Regions from separate parts of the Capsicum annuum genome. Here region 1 is linked to region 2. The links are chromatin contacts, called in public Hi-C maps. All regions are on one chromosome and are shown on one strand. The core of a region is the stretch at or near the end of the contact, and the rest is flanking DNA. Distances in the headings are between cores, read along the strand shown. Region 1 holds the start of LOC107873135 (calmodulin calcium-dependent NAD kinase). Region 2 overlaps LOC107873134.

Region 1 (5,506 bases), core at 414-2,913, 110 kb after region 2:
AAAAATATTTTTTTAATAATTTATTTCATTTTTTAAAAAAAATTTATAATTTTTTTAAATAATCAATTTTTTATTTTTATTTTTCAAATAATTTTATAATTATTTTTTCATGATTTATATCCTTTCCATTTTTTATTTTCATTTTTAAAATAATTAATAATTTTTCTTAATAATTAATTTTTTTTAAAAAGTTATTTTTTAATAATTTATTTCATTTTTGTAAAAAATTTATAATTTCTTTTAAATAATCATTTTTTTATTTTTTAAATAATTTTAGAATTATTTTTTAATAATTTCGTCAATGCCATTTGTATATACTTTTTTTAAATGAATTATAATTAATTTTTAATAATTATTGGATCCACAATGACATGTGTCAGCTTCCAATTAGCTCATTTTGCCACATCATCGCGTGTGTGCAACACGCACTTTGAGCTTTTTGCTGATAGGGCAAAAAAGGCCCAATTGGAACAAAATGTGGGGGATTTAGGGGCCTGATAGGAACAGACCTTAGTTTAGGTGTCTAAGTGAATTTTGATAACAAGTTTGAGTGTTTATCGATGACTTTGGTCTTTAAAGTACTGAAATGGATTTTTTGTTTTATGACGTTCTGATTATTGTATCTTTACTTAGAGCTTCTAATTTTAATTGCATAAATAACACTTTAAACTGCTTTAAAGTGACACAGACTATAAGCTATGTGATGCTTAATTTCTTGAAAAAATTGACCACGATTTAATCAAGTTAATTACATATTCACAAACTAATTACGGATGTTAGTTTGGATCCTCATGTATGCACCATGGAAATCCGCATGATTATTCTCAAAATTTGCGGACGGCAAATTTGGTAAAACTTATATGCTGATTAACAATTATCTTTTTAAAATTGATTGATATATTTTGACTTGACATATAATTTATTTTTTAATTTCAATTTTATACATGACATATTTAATAATATAAGATTAAAGATCATTTTAACATTTGATATATTTTTTATTTAAACCACAAGATTCAAAAACCTTTTTAACTTTTCTTAACTCTGTGCCAAAGTAAAATAGCCCAAACAAATTAAGACGGAGGATATTACTCCCTCCGTTTATTTTTACTTGTCACATTTTGACTAGATAAATTTATTAAAAAAATAACAATTGACATGTCTATTTTATCAAAGTAGCCCGATTAATTAATGTTTAATATTAAATATTTAAAATAATTTAAAAATAAATAATTAATATTAAGTGTAAAATATAAAAAAGATTTTTTTTTTTATAACATATTAAAATTACAAGTAAAAATAAAAATTCATTTAGAAATAAGTGATTGTTGAATAAAAATAAAGGTAAGGAAGAGAGTATGATTTCACATGTTTTAAGTACTCTTTTTTTACTCAATTATTAATTTCTGGTAGTTGGAACAAGAAACTCACATCTTCTTTCAGGTCCCCGCACCCTCAGGATATATATATATATATATATTAAAAAAAAAATAAAGAAACGCTGCACCCAACTATAACTTATTTTATTCAATCATCATTCGAATTGATGAGTTGACTCTTTAAAAAGGAGTCCTCCTTTTAATCTATATTTTCTTATTACCCCATTAACTTATTATCATCATTATAAGATCCCAAAAAATTGAGACTCCAACTGAAAAAAAAGGCAGAAACCAAATAAAGAAAATTCAACTCCTAGTTGAAAGACTCTTTCTTCTGTAGTGTACAACAACAACAAATCAAACATGCTGCTGAAATGTAACCCACTACTAAGTTCCTTCCTCTCCCCAAATATTCTTTAGTTTGAATTTGACCTTTTCTATTCAATTCTTTTTGTCAAAATAGCGTCGCACTTATTGTTTCTTTGTTGAACTGTATGCATATATAATTATAAGCACACTTGCTATATAAACTTCCTTTTACTTTTCCTGCAGATACGCAAGTGCATATATTGGGTGCAAGTCTTATTGGAATAATCTCTGCTCTAGCGATGCATCATCTTCGCAAAAATAAATCTCCTAAAGTTGATAATCACATGATAATAATAAATCAACTGTCTCCTATTTTGGATGCAACTGAATCTGGCCGTGCTGGTGGTAGACTCGAAAGATTTTCCCATTATGTTGGTGAGTTATTTATAAAATTGCGTAATCATTTTGAATTATATTTACAGCTTATTTGACTAAGCTTCTTAAGGCTGAAAATGTTTTCTTTTAAATTATGAGCTTATTTTAGAGAGTTACAGGTGTTTGGTTAATCTTTTTGAAAGTAGTTTATCTATAGAAGTTGAAAAAAAAATAATTTTTTTTTCTTCAACCATTTTTAGAATCTTAGTCAAGCACGAATTGTTGTTCTAATATTGATAAAAGTGTTTTTCATATCGATTATTAAACATAAACTGTTACTTCTGAAGGGAAAAAACACTTTTCAAAATAAGCAAATATAGGAAGTTTGGTTAAACAAGCTTAAGATTAATTTGTAATTTTTGTTTTGTTAATTAATTGGAATATTACGTGGTGTAGCAAGGCAACTGGGGTTTAAGGATGAAAGTGAGTGTCCTGGATTATGTGAGCTAGTACAAGAATACTTGAAGAGATCCAAAGGGTGTGATGATGGCATCTTTGAATACTTTGCAAATGAAGAAGATGCTGAATCTTTATATGTCAAATTGGAGAATGAATTAGAGAGGTGCATTCTTGCGTACTTTGCTTTCCATTGGAGTAAAGCTTCTATATTGATTAGCCAGGTAGGCATCTATATAAGTTTATCATTGATTTTCATTTGAAATCAAGAAGCAAGAAAACCAAAAAAAGACTATTTTTTTATAAGCCACAAACTTATAAGTTAAATATAACTTTTTGTTGTTGAAGGTGTTGAGTGTTGATTCTGAGCAGAAAAGACTAAAGGATTTGGTGCTGGCAGCTACAAGGTGATTGGTTTCATTGCCTTTAATTAAAACTGTTTTCTCCTCTTGTAAATGTGGGGAGTGGGGACGACATGCAAACCTACTACATCTAGACAGTCACTCACATTTATGACGGAATGGTCCAAATTTTTTCGCTCTTGCTTGCAAGTTTCAGCCAAGAATAAAATAATTCGGCCAGTAAATTTTTAAATACAACAATTTGTTGATAACAAACTCATTATAATTTTATAATTGAAGTTTTAAAAAAAAAATAGAATGTAGATAGATCTTAATTTCACCTTGGATGAAATTTTATATAAAAAAAGTTAGTTGTCATTAATCATGTCATGTCATCTCAAAATAAGTGAATCATATCATTATATGACATTATTGCATATTGAAAGTTAAGTGTGGATATTCTATTACTATAACATAATACTATCTCTAATTTTGTACTTACATATTATTTAAACGAAATAGGATATGGATATAATTATAGTGATAGTGATGGATAAGAAGCTGTGGTTTCAATGACTGGCGTAAAAGGACTTATTTTAATGATCAACCAAATTGCAGTATAATTAGTATTTTCCGTCAATTTTTGCAAAGGATATTATTTGTCAATACTATTCACATGGTGGTAGTTTGAAATTGAGGACCAAAAATTCTGTTTCACCTTATCTAGATGATCTCTTTGACTTTTACTAGTTGTATCCACAAAAGATATTGTAAAATCAAATTTCTATTTTATTTTGTGAGGTCAGCTTTGAGGGATGCTGGGAAGCTACAACAACAATAAATTCAGTGTATTCTCACAGCGTGGAATTTGGGGAGGGTAAGATATACGCAGTTCATATTGCTACCTCCGAAGAGGTAGAGAGGCTATTTCCAATAGACTCCCGGCTCAAGATAAAGGATAGTAAACAAGGTGATGGATGGGTAGTACCATACACTCACATACCAAAGACACCTATATACACTGTCTTATGATTACTATCCCGGCTACACAAGAACTCTCCTGACTGCTTGCTACAATCCACACACTAACACTAGTCTTTTACGCTTATCCTCGACCTCCACACCTTCCTATCTAGGATCATGTCCTCAGTAAGCTGAAGCTGCTCTATGTCATGTCTAATCACCTCCCTTCAGTATTTCTTCAGTCTACCTCTACTCCTCCTAAAGCCATCCAACGCTAATCTCTCACACCTACGAACCGGAACATCCACGCCCCCATGATGGGAGGCTAGAGATTCGGAAAAAAATCACAAATCAACACTTTCAATCTTAATAATTATAGCAGTTATTGTTTTGGAGTGCTATGAAGTTTCACTTACAAAAATTAAAATTTGAATATAATGATTATTTTTCAATTGTAAGACTGAAAAGTTTACTACTACCTGGCTAGATATTAGCATAGATAGGTCTAGATGTGTGGAAGAATCCAATTTTAAAAGTACAAGTCTGAAACAAATCAATTGAACCCCATTGTAACTTGAAATTTTTGCTATTTTCAAGCATGTGGGAAGTACAACTAGACAAAGATTTTAAATCTTTATTTGTGGAGGCAGCTGTTGGTAGGTGCGTACATCAGTCGGTTCGATTTTACATATTATCGATTTGATTTATTAATTTTTTATTTTTAAATATGCTAAATCAATAGTCAAATCAATAAGATATTTTTTATCGATTTTCGGTCTATGGATTTTTAGTCCTTAATGATTCAATTTTCGATTTAACCGATAAGAAAATACTCATAAAATAGAAATTGTAGTAATTAATTTGAAAAAAAAATCAAATCTTAGTTGCAACCAAAAATCCTACATAATGTATTTTAATTTACAGGAATCTTCAAGTTTGAACTAAATATTGTTAGGAGAAATTAAGAGTTTGTATAATTGAAACAATAATTTTGTTAATTTGTAGAAATTAAAGAGAAGTTGAGAATATATATATATATATATATATATATATATATATATATTCTTATTGGGTTATCAGTTTACCCAATAAGAAAATATCAAACCGAATCCATAACCCAATAAATTTTTTTAATAAAACCATTAAAAAATCATTAACCCAATAACAATAAACCAATAATATTTTTATTGATTCGATTTATCGGTCGGTTCGATTTTTGCACACCCTAACTGCCGGTCCCCTTCATGAAAATGAACTTTTAGAAAAAATATCTAAAAGGACCTCTTTGCAAAAAAGTCACTGTTGATCCTCTTGGCAATTGATTTTTCATGACATACAATAGTAAAAATAGTTGAACCATTTTAAATATATACTTACCTTCCTTCATAAATGGGCATACCTTTCTATAAAAATAATCATTTTATTATAACGATTAATTTTTTTTTTAAAATCAATTTTTAATGTTATGCCGTTAATACATGTCTTTTTTTTTTTTTTTTTGAGAAGTAATTTTTTTATTCACAAATCAAGCGAAACGTTTTGTACAACAGCCTTAAAACAAGATTGGTAAACCTCTCAACTAAACTCCTATCCTACTGCTCAGACAATCAACAATTAAGCACTTCTAAGGTATGCTTCAGGATCCTTCATACATATCTATCTAGATACTGCAATTTTCCTACA
Region 2 (5,570 bases), core at 1,720-4,219:
CAGCGATTTCCAGGTGTGCAATGATGGCAGGAATCACTACAAAAATCTCGCTCGATGAAGGCGTTGATGGTTTAGAGCAAGTTTCAGCTGAAGAAGATAGAGCTGTGGAAGGCCAGAGAGGAGGAGATGGTAGGATTGATTGGAAATGGGTGGCTATAGGAACAGTGGCTGTAGTTTGGGGCCTTCGTACAGGAATGATAGGAAAGGCTGTGTTATTTGGAGCAGGACAAAGGATTGCTCGCAGAGGCAGAAATGCTTAGTGAAGAGTGGTAGCCAGTACCACTTTGTAGCAATTCTACTCTTCATTATTGTATTATTCTTTTTTGGTTTGCATTGAAGGCTGTCGTGCCTACAACCGGCAGCATGGAGAAAATAATTACTCCATCTACTTTTGACATAAGAAAGAGACCCTTCTTTTTTTCACGGACCAACAATTCCCATTTTGTGCTGTCTTGATGGTTCTTCTAACTTTATTTGATTAGGGCTCAGTATGGTTGAAGAATGGCTACCCCCTAAAACTTGGGTGGTGCTGGGTTCAGTTTCGAGTCTTTTTTATCTTGTGAAAAACCACTCGCTCGACATACCAGTTTGCACTTACTGAAAGCCTAATTCAATGAAATCCTATGTAAAGTGTGAAGAATATTCAGCCCCTTCAAATTCTCGATATTACTTCTCTTTCGGTATATCATCCGAGGTGACGGACTCCCCGATCTTTTCATTTCAACCCCTCAGTTGTAGTTAGTGGAGTTGGTAGTTCAGCTTATTCTTTTTCTGATGTTTGGAGTTCCTCTTTGTACTCGTTATTGTTAGTGGACCTTTATTTACTTCGACTCTTTTTTTTTCATTAACTACTTATTACTATAGTAGAAGATGCTACATCCACTTGTATTGGAAGTAATTAAATTTTGCAGCGGATTCCATTTACATTAAAAGTGAAAAGTTCGAAAAAAGGGAAATAAACCTTACTATAAGTTAGTGTATACATAGTTTAGGCTTGTATAGTTTAGGCTTACAGTATAATATACACAACTCTGTAAACAGTAATACATGAAGATAAGTAAATGTGTCATGTTTGAATAGAAGTGGTACACTCGCTGTAAGCAAACTAATTCAAATCCTTCATGCGATTGCTGAGTGGTGACAAAGGCAATTCATAATTACAGAAGAGAATGGAACCAGGGATATCTGAAGCCTGAACCACATAGTAATTTGCTAAGTACATTGCACAGTCATCTCACATGTTTTAGAGACTTAAGCCAAAGCAAACTCCACCAGATTTTACAACAGCAATAATTATCATACCACCACTAGTACCTGCACTATTTATGGATTTGTTCAGCAATTTCACTTGCAAATTCTTGCCGGTTTAAAGTTTTAAAGTTATATTTAACTTCAAATCATTTATCTTCAACGTCCACTTACAAATTTTCAACTTTCAAATAACCTTTTTCCCCAAAAAACTACAGTTATTCAAAAACATCCCACAAACACTTCTTCTTTTTAAGTATAAATAACATAAATACCAATCCTTTTGGAAGTAATTACACTCTCTCCCACTTTTTTAATTACTTTACTCTCTCTCCTTATTAATATATATAACATAGTCGACATATACATAGCATTCTGTGTATATGGAATTTTTGTAATATGTTTAGGGAGTTGAGATTTTTTGTAATATTGTAAAGATAAGTTGTGTATTTGTGTAATTTTTAGTCTTCTTAATCAACTTGAGCATCACATAAATTTTGTCCAAGGAAACTTCCGATAACAAACTTCCAACATCTGAGATTCTAAAATTGCTTAACAAAACATCTATTTGAACAGTAGAAACTTCTTTACATCTGAGATTCTCAAAGTACCCAGAAATGAGATCTACTGGTATAGTTTTCATTTTCAAGTATGACCATGGAAGAACTCAAAACGACATACATAAACTACCTCCTTTAAGACAATTGAAGCGAGACACTTTCATCTTTATCTGACAAATGAAAATGGTCAACCACCCATAGCACTCCAGCAGGTAGTGGATGGGAGGGAGGTTTGGTGTGGGTTAAGTTTTAAACATCAATGCAGAAGTATGATGATCGAAAAGACAGATAAAATAATTGAACAGTCATTATACACACCATAGATCCGCACCATAAAAGGAAACAAAACTTTTAGACTGCAGTTCTTTCAACTTGGCTCATGTCTGCTATTCTAACCGAACCTTTCAAAAGCTCTTCTATTGAGAAGCGGTGGCTTCATTTTTACTTGGGAAAAGATGGCAGAGCACTATCACGCCTACAGGACGACCTAATTACTCCAAACAAAACTGATGCCTTGCGCTTTACAAAGGATGACAAACCACAATAGGAGGAAATCATAGTGTAATAAAACAGTAAATACCACGGAAACGAGCTAAAGATGCAGCAGCAGCAGCAGGTCTCTCACCTGTGAAGTTCATCTAAGATTTTAGTATCCAAAAAAACAAGTGCATATCCACGTACTCGACTCACTCCCTCTTGCTATCATTGTCAGCCTCCTCCTCACTTAAATCAAGATCAGCTAACAATTCCTCCAACGGGACAGAAGGAGCATCATCGCCATCAGTCACAGATGCCATTTCTGATGGCTGATACGCCTTGTTACGGTAAAGGGATATGTTGAACCTCAAATCTGGATTCTCCTCTAAATCTCTTAAGAATTGTTCATACTCAGAGTTCAGCTTCTCTTCATGATCTCTACCCTTTGCATTGTCATCAATCTCCATATTGAGAGATTTCAGCTTCCATGAACGAGGCTTCCCACGCTTCTTCTGCCATTTCTCTTCATAGCTCTTCTTAACCAGTATCACATCTGGGAGAACAAAGCCTTTATACTTGTCCAGCTCACTATCATTACTATTAGCAGCATATAAGTCATAACCAAGTGCATAATCCCCAGATGTGTTCGCACATTGAAAATTGTATCATTCTTTCCAAAATCAGATATACGAGCTACTTGGGCATCTGCCAAAGCGTACTTAGATCCACCACTATTGACCTTGGAAGAAACAGCCTCAATATCTAGAACTATATATTCCACAAGCTGCCTACTAGAAAGTAGGGACTTAAAAGACGCCCTCCAGTATTGTTCCGCATTCAGAAAACAGTTCCTGAGAGTAAATGGTGTTGGGATCTGTAGCAGAGGTTGAAAGAGGGCTCAATATGTGCTGAAACTCAGCTTTTCTGTATATATTCAAAAAAAACTGAAGACAATTCTTTATATAGACTTACAAAACAAATAAACCACTGAGCCACTTATCCACTAACTAGGCAATAACTATCCACTACTGTTAACTAAAAATATACTGCAGCATGACTTGCTAACAGTTTAAGAAAATAGGAAACTACTAACAATTTAAATTTGACTTGGTCATATATTGAATTAGTCTTCAATACTCCCCCTTAATTCAAAGTTACAGATACCAAGCAAAGCCCTCAAATAAATAAACTTGTCTGCTGCCAAAGACTTTGTCAGTATATCAGTTAATTGCTTATGACTGCTGCAATGTTTCAGTATTATTTCCTCTTTTGCTACCAAATCGCGAATGAAATGGAAGTGGACATCAATGTGCTTAGTTCTGCTGTGAAAACTTGGATTCTTTGTCATGGCGATCGACGCTTTGTTGTCACAGTATATCCCTGTTGCACTTTCTTGCTTATGCTGAAGTTCTGCTAACATCCTTCTAAGCTAGATGACTTGACAAGCTGCTGAAGTTGCTGCAATGTACTCAGCTTCTGAGGTTGACAGCGTTGTTGTAGCTTGTTTCTTTGAACTCCAAATCACCACACTTGAACCTAAAGTGAAAACATGAGCTGAAACGCTCCGTCTATCATCCAACGAACCAGCATAGTCACTATCAGTGAACCCACATAATCTAAAATTGGGAACTTGTGAATACCAAATACCATAGTCCATAGTTCCAGCGATATAACACAGAACCCTTTTTGCTGCTCCAAAATGAACCTTTAAAGGTTTTTGCATGAATCTGGAAATGACACCAACAGAGAATGCAATATCGGGGCGAGTGTGGGTTAGGTAAATCAAACCTCCAACTAGGCTTCTAAAACTTCTAGTATCATCCATCTCTGATCCATCATTAAGCTACAATTTTTCACCAACATTCATAGGTGTAACTGCAGGCTTGCAATTAGGCAAACCAAATTTAATGAGAAGGTCCTTGGCATATTTCCTTTGTGATAGAAATATTCCATCTTTAGCTTGATGGACTTCAAGGCCAAGAAAGTAATGTAATAAACCCATATCTGATATCTCAAACGCATTCATTATTTGCGACTTAAATTCATCCACAAGAGAAATAGAAGAGCTAGTATAAATAATATCATCAACGTAAAGAAAAACAATGATGAAATCAGTACCTCTCTTCTTTACATACAATGTGGGTTCATTCTTACTTCTCATATATCTCTTTGTCTGAAGATGCCCATCGATTTTGCTATACCATGCTCGAGGGGCTTGTTTCAAACCATATAATGCCTTTTTTAGCTTGTAGACCTTTGTTCATCGCCCTTCTTTATGAAACCTTCTGGTTGTGTTACGTAGACCTCTTCTTGTAAGTCTCTATTGAGAAATGCCGACTTGACATCAAATTGATAAACTAGCCATTGTGACTGCGCAACCAATGCTAGAACAAGTCTAACGGTTTCAAACCGAGCAACTGGCGAAAATGTTTCTTCAAAATCTATACCATATTGCTGCGCATATCCTTTTGCCACAAGACGAGCTTTATGCTTCTGTAGGCTCCAATCCGCTGCAAACTTTGTCTTGAAGATCCATTTCAAGCCGATTGCATTTTTGTCTTCCAGTAATTCCACCATCTCCCATGTGCCATTCTTTTCGATAGAATTTATCTCTTCAACCATCGCACTCCGCCACTCTTCCTTTTCAGCTGCTTCTCTATAATGTGTAGGATCTGAAACAGCAAAACAAAATTGACAAGATGTATACATGTCATTAGAATACTTGGGATTCGGCTTTGTAGGCCTTGTTAATTTTCTTAATAGAATTGGATCATCTGGAGACTCTTCAAGAGTTGTATCTAAAGAGGTTTTGCTCGGTGAAGCCGAAGAAGAAGAATTCGAGGAAGTTGTAGAAGAACCCATTGCTGTAGTTGCAGCATTTGGTTGTTGAATTCCATCAAAAGTGATTCCAGTCGGCATAGGAATCTGCTCTTCATCTTACCATTGCTTCCACTCCAATTCCAACTTGCCGTTTCATCAAATACTACATCCCTTCTGATTAAAATCTTTCTACTAAGGGGTTTATACAATCTATATGCTTTGGATTGTGCACAATAACCAATAAAAATGCATTTTTCAGATTTCTCATCCAACTTATGATGGAATTGAGAATTTATCAAAGCATAAGCAATACAACCACAAATTCTTAAATAACTTACAGATGGTTTTATACCCCGCCAAGCTTCAAATGGAGTTTGATTTAGAAAAACCCTTGTGGGAGATAGATTCAATAAATGGACTGATGTCGCCACAGCTTCAACCAAAAAATAATTCGGAAGTCCCTTT

Evidence for each region. Hi-C and Micro-C count contacts between places; a contact is called where the count stands out from the background.
Region 1: a contact with region 2 is called in a Hi-C map of leaf, with 2.8 times the contacts expected there. The contact joins the promoter of LOC107873135 here to the enhancer-like site in region 2. A contact is called at or near these places in 2 of 5 Hi-C or Micro-C datasets (leaf and placenta).

Annotation. Positions count from the first base shown.
Region 1 is chr6:158,199,257-158,204,762 of UCD10Xv1.1, forward strand. LOC107873135 (calmodulin calcium-dependent NAD kinase) reads left to right here and starts at 1,664. Exons shown (of 9, transcript XM_016719873.1): 1 at 1,664-1,755; 2 at 1,932-2,123; 3 at 2,520-2,743; 4 at 2,868-2,926. The coding sequence starts at 1,743.
Region 2 is chr6:158,084,687-158,090,256 of UCD10Xv1.1, forward strand. LOC107873134 reads left to right here. Exons shown (of 6, transcript XM_016719872.2): 6 at 1-423. The coding sequence ends at 260. It also overlaps the pseudogene LOC107874966. Among protein-coding and RNA genes, the nearest start is that of LOC107873134, 34 kb to the left of the region's middle. Within about 2 kb of position 2,970, at least 4 of the 5 cell types and tissues checked have an H3K27ac peak or open chromatin away from gene starts, as enhancers often do. A contact at or near this core is called in leaf, where this site is marked.